3 separate regions of the Mus musculus genome follow, and all the other regions are linked to region 1. A link is a contact called in public Hi-C data. All regions are on one chromosome and are shown on one strand. The core of a region is the stretch at or near the end of the contact, and the rest is flanking DNA. Distances in the headings are between cores, read along the strand shown. Region 1 has its middle 2.9 kb from the start of Gm20098. Region 2 has its middle 34 kb from the start of Gm19585. Region 3 has its middle 22 kb from the start of Gm41600.

Region 1 (2,902 bases), core at 226-2,725:
TCTTTGCTAATCAGTTACTTTAAAAGACCAGTCTTTTGGTTTTGAGAGTCTGGTTATCACTGTCTCTATTAAAATTTAAATATTACTTTTAAAAGTGTGCGTTGGACCTCTGTGCCTTCGAAGGTCAAGTTCAGCCTCTCTTGGAGACAAAGGGAGCCCATTACCATTACAGCCTGCGTTTCCTTCCCTCTTTGTTCATTCTAAAGCAGTGCGCTGTGACCGAAGGCAGGAAGGAGCCACAGCACACACACTGCGGCCGTCCAGCCTCACAGTGGATAGTGCACCCCTGAGTGTGGAATTTGCGTACCCCTCATTGGGAATCCTTGATCCATCTAAAGAACCATCAACTGTTTTGTTTTCAGAACAATACTGGAAAGAACCTATAAAATATTAGATTTTTTTTAGTTTTTGACTTTGAGCTCACCTATGGAAGGAGGTCTTAGTCAGGGTTTCTATTCCTGTGCAACATCATGACCAAGAAGCAAGTTGGGGAGGAAAGGGTTTATTCGGCTTACACTTCCATAGTGCTGTATGTACTAGACACCTCCCTACCCCTGTAAAAATCACCCTGCACCTTTTCTAACACTGCTGCTCTTTCTGCCACAACTTTTAAGACCACGAAGTGATCCAAACGCTTAAAACCCCTGTTCCTTTTTTAAGAAGCATGTGGGCTGCAGCAACTGGGGATGATCCATTCCCTTCGAAGAAAGTGATCCCCCGAGAAAAAGGGCAAGAATGGGGATTTACGAATGGTTTTCTTGTGTAAACATTGCCACACGACGTACCTCCGTGAAGGCAGTACTAACTATTGGTGTTCACAGGCATGTAAAAAAGTTTAAGGCTGCTACAATGCTAAAGGAAAAAAAAGAAAGAGTATAGCTGTGGAGATCAAAGACGATCAAACAATGAGAACCTCTGGCGTCTTAACAGTTATCAAAGGAAATCACACAGCTCTTGGAGCAGACAATGCTACTACTTCATTAGAAACGCACAACAGACAGTGTGTGTGGGGGGGAGGAACAGAGAGACACACAGAGACATAGGACAACAAAACATTAGTTTCTCCTCATATTTAACCCAGCATCTTTTCAAACATGTAATGACCTGCTTATTTTGCTGAGCGGAAAAAAAAAAAAAAATCACAGAACTCTTAAACTAAAAACTTCATTTCTGGGACCTTACCTAGCCGTCACCTTTTTTTTTTTTTTTTTTTTACATTCCCAAACTCAATTATAAAAAGTCCCACATTAACCATGTCTATTCAGTTCACACCCAGCACAACTTAGCCTGATATAATCAGGTCTATCAAAATACTAAATCGGTAGTTTCAGGTGGCTTACCACATTAGAGTCTTTTTCGGGACAAAAGAGGCATATGGAAATTTACAAAAGTCCACGGTGAGGTTGATGATATATTTACTGGAAACCCTAGCCCATCTGGGGTATATAGGTGTGTCAGATTTGAAGTTCAAAGACAGCTAGCTGTGTGGGGAGAACGAATTGAAATGGAACTACCCTTGAATCCACCCAAGGCTGTGCAGAAAACTCTACCACCTTCTCCAAACCTGCTGCAAGGATCTAAGGAGGAGCCAGTGGCTACTGTTGAGCCTCTGACCAAGGAGCTGGGCACACATGTGGCTGGTAGCTGGACTGCCGAACCTCAGGCTGTGTGATGAGAGGGCCATTGAGAGCCTAGATAATGACTGCAAATTTCTTTAACAGAGGGAGTTTGGGGGGCAGGAAGGCAGGGGGTGTTGTTACAGGAAGGAAGAATGGAGTCAGATAGGAGTAGGGAAATATTCTTCCCAAGAGAGCCTGTAGGCCAGATAACCAGAGACCCAGGCAGAGAGAGGCTAGGTGGGAGGCAGCTACACCTCTGCCAGATGCCACCACATCAAAAGAGGCTCTTGAGAGACCCAGAAGAGGAAACTTTCAACAACCCTCCACAGTGTCAGCAGAGAAAGTGTCAGGTTGACAGTCTGCCCTTGCAAGGACTACACCGTCTTAATCCAGTACCAGACTAACAGGCTTCTTGCGTCCCTCTGCCTCTCCCCTCTGTCCTCTGGGCCTCACAAACAGCCATTGGCAAGATGGGGGAAGAAGGAAAAGTATATAGAGTTTGGAGCTTTAAATGGGGCTTTATAGCCTCCAGATTGGAGACCCTGGCTGTAATGGCCAGGGACCTTTCAGTTCCCTAGCAGGGAGGACAGGAAGAATGCATGAACCTGCCCAAATGTTTAACCAAGGCAAAGAAAGCCACCACCCGAGCAGAGCTGAGGGGACTGTAGGGAAGAAACATAAATTTGTTTATTAAGGACTGCTACTATGCAAGGGTTCTCGTGTACCCAAGCTCTCAAAAATCAAGGATCTCTAAAAGGCAGACAAAGACATCTTTTTTGCTTTCTTTTGTTGTTTTTTTCGAGACAGGGTTTCTCTGTCTGTGTAGCTCTGGCTGTCCTGGAACTCACTTTGTAAACCAGGCTGGCCTTGAACTCAGAAATCTTCCTGCCTCTGCCTCCCGAGTGCTGGGATTAAAGGCGTGCGCCACCACGCCCGGCTCAAAGACATCTTTAAAAGGCATTGTGAAGTGACAAGCAACGAAAACAAACATGAGGGCCGAAACTGAATTCTGAACTTTTAAAGATATTGCTTGAGGACATTAAGAGCTTAGGATAGGTATAACCCAGACTTGTTCCTGTTCTCGGTGTTGTTGGTCAAGGAAAAAAAAAACAAAAACAAAAAACTACAGGGCCAAACATCTGTCTATAATCTTATTACTTGGGAGGCAGAGGTTTATATTTCTAGCTTCACCTTGATTTCAAGGTGAAATTGAGCTACATAGTGAGTTCTGGGCCAGTCTGGGATACACAAGGAGATCTTGTTGCAGCACACAAAACAAAATA
Region 2 (3,173 bases), core at 579-3,078, 300 kb before region 1:
TTGGGCAAACTACTGCCCACTTACAAAAGCCTACCACTCTTCTGCAGTGGAGAGCAGTCAGCTCAGAACTCACAACTGCTCCTTACAGAGAGGAAGCATATATGAAGTCCTCGGCTACAAATTGGACATCAATATCACACTTCTCCAGCAAGGCTCAGGCACAGTTTTCAAAGAGAAATAAGAAATATCCTAAGAGCCAGGGTTTTTTTGGAGAAAACTAGATCAAAACAGTGTCTTCTGGACATGATAAGACCATTGTACTCATGAGCTCACAGAAGCTGTGGTCACCTCAGCAAGATCTGCACAAGATCAAGCTAGGCAGCATCCCAAGATAGGGGTAGGTCAGAGGATATGAGTCCCCAGCCTCTGCTGTGGAGATATTAACAGGTGATAGTTGCTAGGAGTCAAGAGTCAATTTTCTTCTAGGCTATAGATGCTGGTCAGTCAATACCACATTCCAGTGGGTGGTCCCATATCTGTGCAAATACAGGCAGCATGAACTGTATTCTGAGGCTTATGACAAATAATAACAGCAAAAAACAGAAGAATGAAGTTAGGGGGAGGAGAGTGGTCAGGGGTAGGGCTGATTAAAATATATTATGTGCATGCATAAATCTTTGAAAGAATTAATCAAAATACTATATTTAAATTTAAAATTAATTCTGCCCCTCCCAGCTCTCTCTACCCAAGTGTTTGCTAAGGTGCCACATCCTGTACATGGACTTGGTTTTTCTCCTTCTTTCTACCATGCATGTAATCAACAAGCAAATGTACACCATGTTTTCAAATATCTACAATCACATCTTAGTGCTTTTACTGTTACTAATCCAGTCCAGTTTTCTCTCACCTTGGTCATCTCCCAACTCACCTACATCTCTGTGTTTGTCTCATGTGCTATCTTCCCAGTTCAGCAATTAGAATGGCACAGAATGAGTCTAAACTGTCCACCTTCTTCTCTAAAGCCTCTGATGGAAGCATTTATTACTTAGGACTGAGCACATTTAGCTTATGGAGATCCTCCTCTATCTCTGTCTCATTTCCTGTCTTTCAGCCTCTCTCTGTCTCTGTCTCTGTCTCTGTCTCTCTTTCTCCCTCTCCCTCTCCCTCCCTCTCTCTCTCTCTCTCTCTCTCTCTCTGTCTCTCTGTCTTTCTACTCTCTGCTCTGATGTCTTCACTTCATAGCTGATAATGGTACCACTTTGGTTTCTAATTTTAACTGTCACCATTTGGTGAGAACCTTTTCTGCTTTGTAAGCCATTTATTATGCAATGCCTTCTTTGTAAACTAAAATACTCACAACAAAAACCTTTTTCAAATTCTTTTGATATATAATTACCAAGTACAGTTAATGAGATAATACAAACAAATTGTAGATAATTCTTTCCTCTTCCAAATATCTTGTGGAATCACCTTACTTGGCGTTATACTTTTCTTTCTTCGTGTCTCTTGGTGGCTGGTTGACTAGAGGAAGCAATATCCTTTGCGGTAACCCTGCAGATTATTTTCAAACACAGGCTTTTAAAAACAATTTTAATCTAATCAAAATGTAGTGATAGCCTGGAATTAAAATATGCAAGGAGAGGGTTTCCTAATGCTTTATTTCAGTGGGATGTGAAGTTAGAATTGTTAAGAAATGCAGAATGCTAATTAAGCAGAGTTTGCAAGCTGGGGATGAGAGGAAATAACCTGATGTGAACTCGACATCAACTTTCCTCATTAAAAGTTCACAGAAGCCAATGACCAGATGGCACAGGCTGTAAGGTCATGACCGTGAGGAGTCCTAAGGGGTTGCTCCCTTTAGTCATTCCATCAACCAGCAGGGGGAGACACAGAATGCTTCTTGCTACTCCAGAAACAACTCCCTGAACATGGGGACTTCATCAGGACTCTGTCCCTAACAGGTAGAACAAGTTGGTCCAGGCTGACTAAGCACTGCCCTCTAAATGCTTTTGGTTTCCTGGTTAGAGTTGAGTTTGCATTCAAGTGACTCCTTCGAAGGAAGAACTTGAGTGTATTTGATGGTTTACTTATACTAAATTATAGCATATATAGGTTCATACAAATTTACGTATCACATTCACATAAATACACTTAGTCTATGGTTGTAAAATATTTGTGGCTATGATTGGAATCCATCCAATTAAAAATTTGATTTTTTTCTATCTACTAATATTCACATGTAATTAGTCATAGCCCAAGAGTCAACTCTGTGGGAGATGACAAACAGAAATTTTTATAGGCCTGGAAGCAAAGTGTATTGAATATTTTAAATGTCTATGGTAATAAGGTAACCAGAGGATCTAAGCTTTGTGTTCAATCCCTCAAGAACCAGATAACTTTGCTTTCGTTTACTCAGCCATTCAATTTTGCACTTGCCCAAGATCTCTACCCCATGGCAGCTCCTCAACTAAGTAATAGAAACAATGGAATATCATGATATCTTGTATGTTGGCAAATGGATATTTAACAATGAGGCAGTCTCCTCCAAAAAGCACAACAAATATGAATGAGGTGATAATGTCCCTCAGATGGAGGAATAATTAACTTTGTCTGAAGTAGGCTTGTAGAGAGGGATAATGCCCAAGTGTGGCTTTAAGGACTAACCAAAAAGACTGAGAGACAAGATTGTAAAACAGATCATGAGAACAATATAACTGAGTGAGTCTCCTACATTTGAATTTCAAAAAGGAATCACATATGAGAGAGGCAAGGGGTGTGTGGATTGGGCATAGTAGAGACTAGCAGCCCAAGAATGGAGCAGACTCAGAATAAATCAAGAAAACTTGGCTCTAGTCAAGCAAGCAGCTGTTCAAAGTCAGATCGTTTTTCAGACTCCTCAGTGGGCACACCTGCTGAGAGATGCATCCTAAAGAAAACTGAAGGACCATGGGAACAAATCTAAACCCTAAACATCACAATGGGCATAACATATGGCCTCTTCCTTCAGGAAGGTTACCTCCAACATACTCACAGAAGAGGTTGAGCTGTGAAGTACTAGGTGGCATGGATTCTCAAAAAGTAAATGGTGCATTTAAGGACAATTTCAACTTTAAATTTATTTTTCCTACTCAACAATAATATTTCCTTCCCCAGGCTTTAATTCTAAATATTAAATATTGCACCATGGAAAGCCCTCCAAAAGACTTTCTTGACAAGCAATCTCTGAGACTTTC
Region 3 (3,027 bases), core at 384-2,883, 400 kb before region 1:
GTTTACATTAAAAAAACCAGTCAACACCAATTCGTCATATTAACAAAATAAAAAATGAAACCATTTGATCAGATCATCTCAACAGAAGCAGGAAAACCACTTAACCAACTCCAATACCCACTCAGGATAAAAATTCTCAGAAAAAAAACATTAAATAAATCTTATTCAGACACTCAGCTTCTTGGGTGGTATTAGCAAAATGGTCATGAAGATCTTGGAAATTTAACCAGTGACAGGGGTGGAAAGAAATAGAAAAAATCACCAAATCTCTATGCACTATCCTTCAGTGGTACAGACAGTTGGAGCAAGGCCTTGGGTGAAAACACATCACCACCTACCACGGAAGGCCAGTGGATTCATTTAGTTCTGAAAGGCATGGTCTGATGAGCACAAACAGTACTTAAAAATCACTGAGCATCCTAATTAAGAGCCTACTTCATTTTTATAAAATGTCCTATAAGCCCCAGAGCTCTGTCCATCTTCTACTTCTGGCTACTAACATTATTTTAAAGATTTATTTTCCATTATGAGTCGTGTTTTATGTCAGAGTGTGCACATGTGCATACAGGTACCAAGAGGCTAGAAGGAAGTGTCGCATCCCTTGGAGTTGGGCTTATAGACAGTCCAGCATTGAGTCTTGGGCACTTCTGGGCCATCACTGCAGACTCACCCATCATATTTTTATTTCTCTTGTTTTTCTATTCATATTGTGATTTCTTTTATTTGGTTATAAACTCTTTGGAAAAAATAACTGTGAACTCATCATCTTTGTCTTCCCTTGGAGCTTGAATGCAGAGATTCTCGTGGCTTCTCAGCATTGACTTGTTGAATAAGTCAATAAGTTAAATAAATGGACTGAGATGCCATTCTAAAGTGCAGAGTATGAGCCAGACAAAAGAAGGTTTGTATTCTTGGCCGGGCTCAGTCTTTAATTTCATGCCTGCAGAAGTCTCCACCTCCTTCGCTTTTAGTGTCCTTTCCTCTTAAATGAAGGAATTGGAATTCATTACAGAGTCTTGTGATTTCTCCCAGCTGTGCATTTGTAGCTCGTTATGAATTTTTGAAGACTAACTTGGAAGTGACTTGTCTCTTGCATACATGAACAATGCCATGGCTATCACAGCCTGAAGTTCTTTTCAACATCATGATACGGATGTACAAGAAGCTACCTCTGGGTCTCCAGTAGAAACTGTGGCAGTGACAGAGACAGGTGTTTAAAGTAGGGCATCTTATAGGGCTTCCCACATCTTGTGGTAATGCTGAAGAACAGAAGAACAAAGAAATTTGGGTAAGATAAGAGTGTTGCAGGTGTGCCTGCAGTTAAAGGGTGCAGGGCTGTGAAACTCACCGAGTTTAGAGGGAATGAAACAGAGCTGCAACTCCCCCACCCATACACTTTTTAGAGACGGGATTTACATGGGAACTGTTTCCAGTGTGGGACCAGCCTAATGATTTTATCTCATTCTCTATCTGACTTCCCTCCAGTGAATCTTGTAAAGGAACCAGCTACCTGATCCTTTAATCCAGCTAACATTTTATAAAAGAAGATTCAAATTAGTTTTGCTTATTCCAGATGCTTTATATGCAAATGAGCCTCAGAGTTGGTGCCTGAGTCTAAGCAGACACCATGATGTGATGGAGGAAATACTCCCACCTGACAGCCTTCCCCAAACAATGGTATCATTCTTCTTCTCCATGCTGCTGGTGGCTCCCTCCTCCCAAGAGAAGGCTTTGAGAATGCTCAGGTATCCACTGTGCAGCTCTTCGATTCCCTAGGATGAACTCCAGATTCCTTGTCTGTGTAATTGTCTTCCACTTTCCCCAAACAACATGTGGATCACTACCCGTGCCTTCTATAAAAAGCATTACCTATGCAGTATTAATCAGAGTTTGCAAGTCAAATATTAAGATCATTCCTTGGGGTAATTCGATGGTACAACACTGCCATTTGATTTTCCCCTTTGCAACTCTAACTAGACAAGAGAGACTGAAAATGTTGAGCTAGAAATTATTTATTTAAAGCCACAAGCCAACACACGTAGACTCTGGCTAAAGATTGCTTAATCTCCTCCTAACAAAAGTGGCATCTTAATGCAGAACAGTGTGACACTCCATCCTTGCCTGTAGGCCAGGGCTTCCATTTCCCCATGCAGCCTGGCATTTGCCCTCCAGCATTCCCACGTTACTCCACTCCAAATGGAAGTGCTCTTAATTTCAAATGATTTATTGGGGACAAGTGGGAGGCTAGTCCAATCTAAGTCTGTATTTGACTTTCCACGTCTCTGGGGCAGATTACAAGAAGGTATCTTACACTGTAAAGTGGGGAGGGGTAAAAGAGAAGAGTTAAGTCCAAGGACAGCAACTAAATTGCCAACTGTCAGGGGAACTCCCATGGGGTAATTTCTTACAGATTGGTTCAGTTGGACTATTCAGAATAGAGTACTAACCAGGTGAAACAGCATGGTAGCACTGGCCACTATTTCTTGACACTCCTACTCCCACAGCAATGGCTTGTGTTGCTACCCTTTCTGCATGCTAAAGATATTATCACTTTCTGTATCTCTAGCATTTGTCTATGATCTACTCATATGGAAAGCTCTGAATTTATTATCCTGATCCTTCTGCAGAATGCCAATCAAATAATAGATACTCCAGAAAAATGCTAAGTCAATGAAAGTATGTGGGGTTAGTCCCTACTGTATCTGAGCTAAAGCAGATATGGCTTAAGGAAGAAGGTGTTATATTTAAATAGTGGAATCTGAACTGAGTGAGCATACTGCTTGAGATCTCACCAGCCTTGTGTAGAATATCGGCTGGAAGCTGAAGCATTGCACATCCCCACAGAACATTCTGCAATAGCAGAAATGTTCTCTATCTGAGTTGTTTAATATGCATAGCCACTCATCAGTTCAGCCACTGGACATGTGACTTTCAATGCTACTTAGTTTTGATAAATTAGTTTACATAGTTGCATGGGACTTAGTTGCTTATAAGACAGCATAGGTTTGGAGATATCCCCAGAAATTA

What was found. A called contact is a pair of places that touch in the nucleus more often than the background predicts.
Region 2: a contact with region 1 is called in a Hi-C map of double positive thymocytes, with 8 times the contacts expected there. The contact joins two enhancer-like sites. A contact is called at or near these places in 1 of 15 datasets of contacts at CTCF or cohesin (large pre-B cells), 8 of 484 Hi-C or Micro-C datasets (CD4 T cells, CD8 T cells, double positive thymocytes and 2 more) and 1 of 115 datasets of contacts at active chromatin or transcription factors (Th2 cells).
Region 3: a Hi-C map of double positive thymocytes shows a contact between it and region 1, with 4 times the contacts expected there. The contact joins two enhancer-like sites. A contact is called at or near these places in 2 of 484 Hi-C or Micro-C datasets (both in double positive thymocytes) and 2 of 115 datasets of contacts at active chromatin or transcription factors (double positive thymocytes and thymocytes).

What each region holds. Positions count from the first base shown.
Region 1 is chr17:51,878,419-51,881,320 of GRCm38.p6, reverse strand. No RefSeq gene overlaps it. Among named protein-coding and RNA genes, the nearest start is that of Gm20098, 2.9 kb to the left of the region's middle. Within about 2 kb of position 1,475, at least 35 of the 459 cell types and tissues checked have an H3K27ac peak or open chromatin away from gene starts, as enhancers often do. A contact at or near this core is called in CD8 T cells, Th2 cells, double positive thymocytes and 1 more, where this site is marked.
Region 2 is chr17:52,181,581-52,184,753 of GRCm38.p6, reverse strand. No RefSeq gene overlaps it. Among named protein-coding and RNA genes, the nearest start is that of Gm19585, 34 kb to the right of the region's middle. Within about 2 kb of position 1,828, at least 20 of the 459 cell types and tissues checked have an H3K27ac peak or open chromatin away from gene starts, as enhancers often do. A contact at or near this core is called in CD8 T cells, Th2 cells, double positive thymocytes and 1 more, where this site is marked.
Region 3 is chr17:52,280,722-52,283,748 of GRCm38.p6, reverse strand. No RefSeq gene overlaps it. Among named protein-coding and RNA genes, the nearest start is that of Gm41600, 22 kb to the left of the region's middle. Within about 2 kb of position 1,633, at least 9 of the 459 cell types and tissues checked have an H3K27ac peak or open chromatin away from gene starts, as enhancers often do. A contact at or near this core is called in double positive thymocytes, where this site is marked.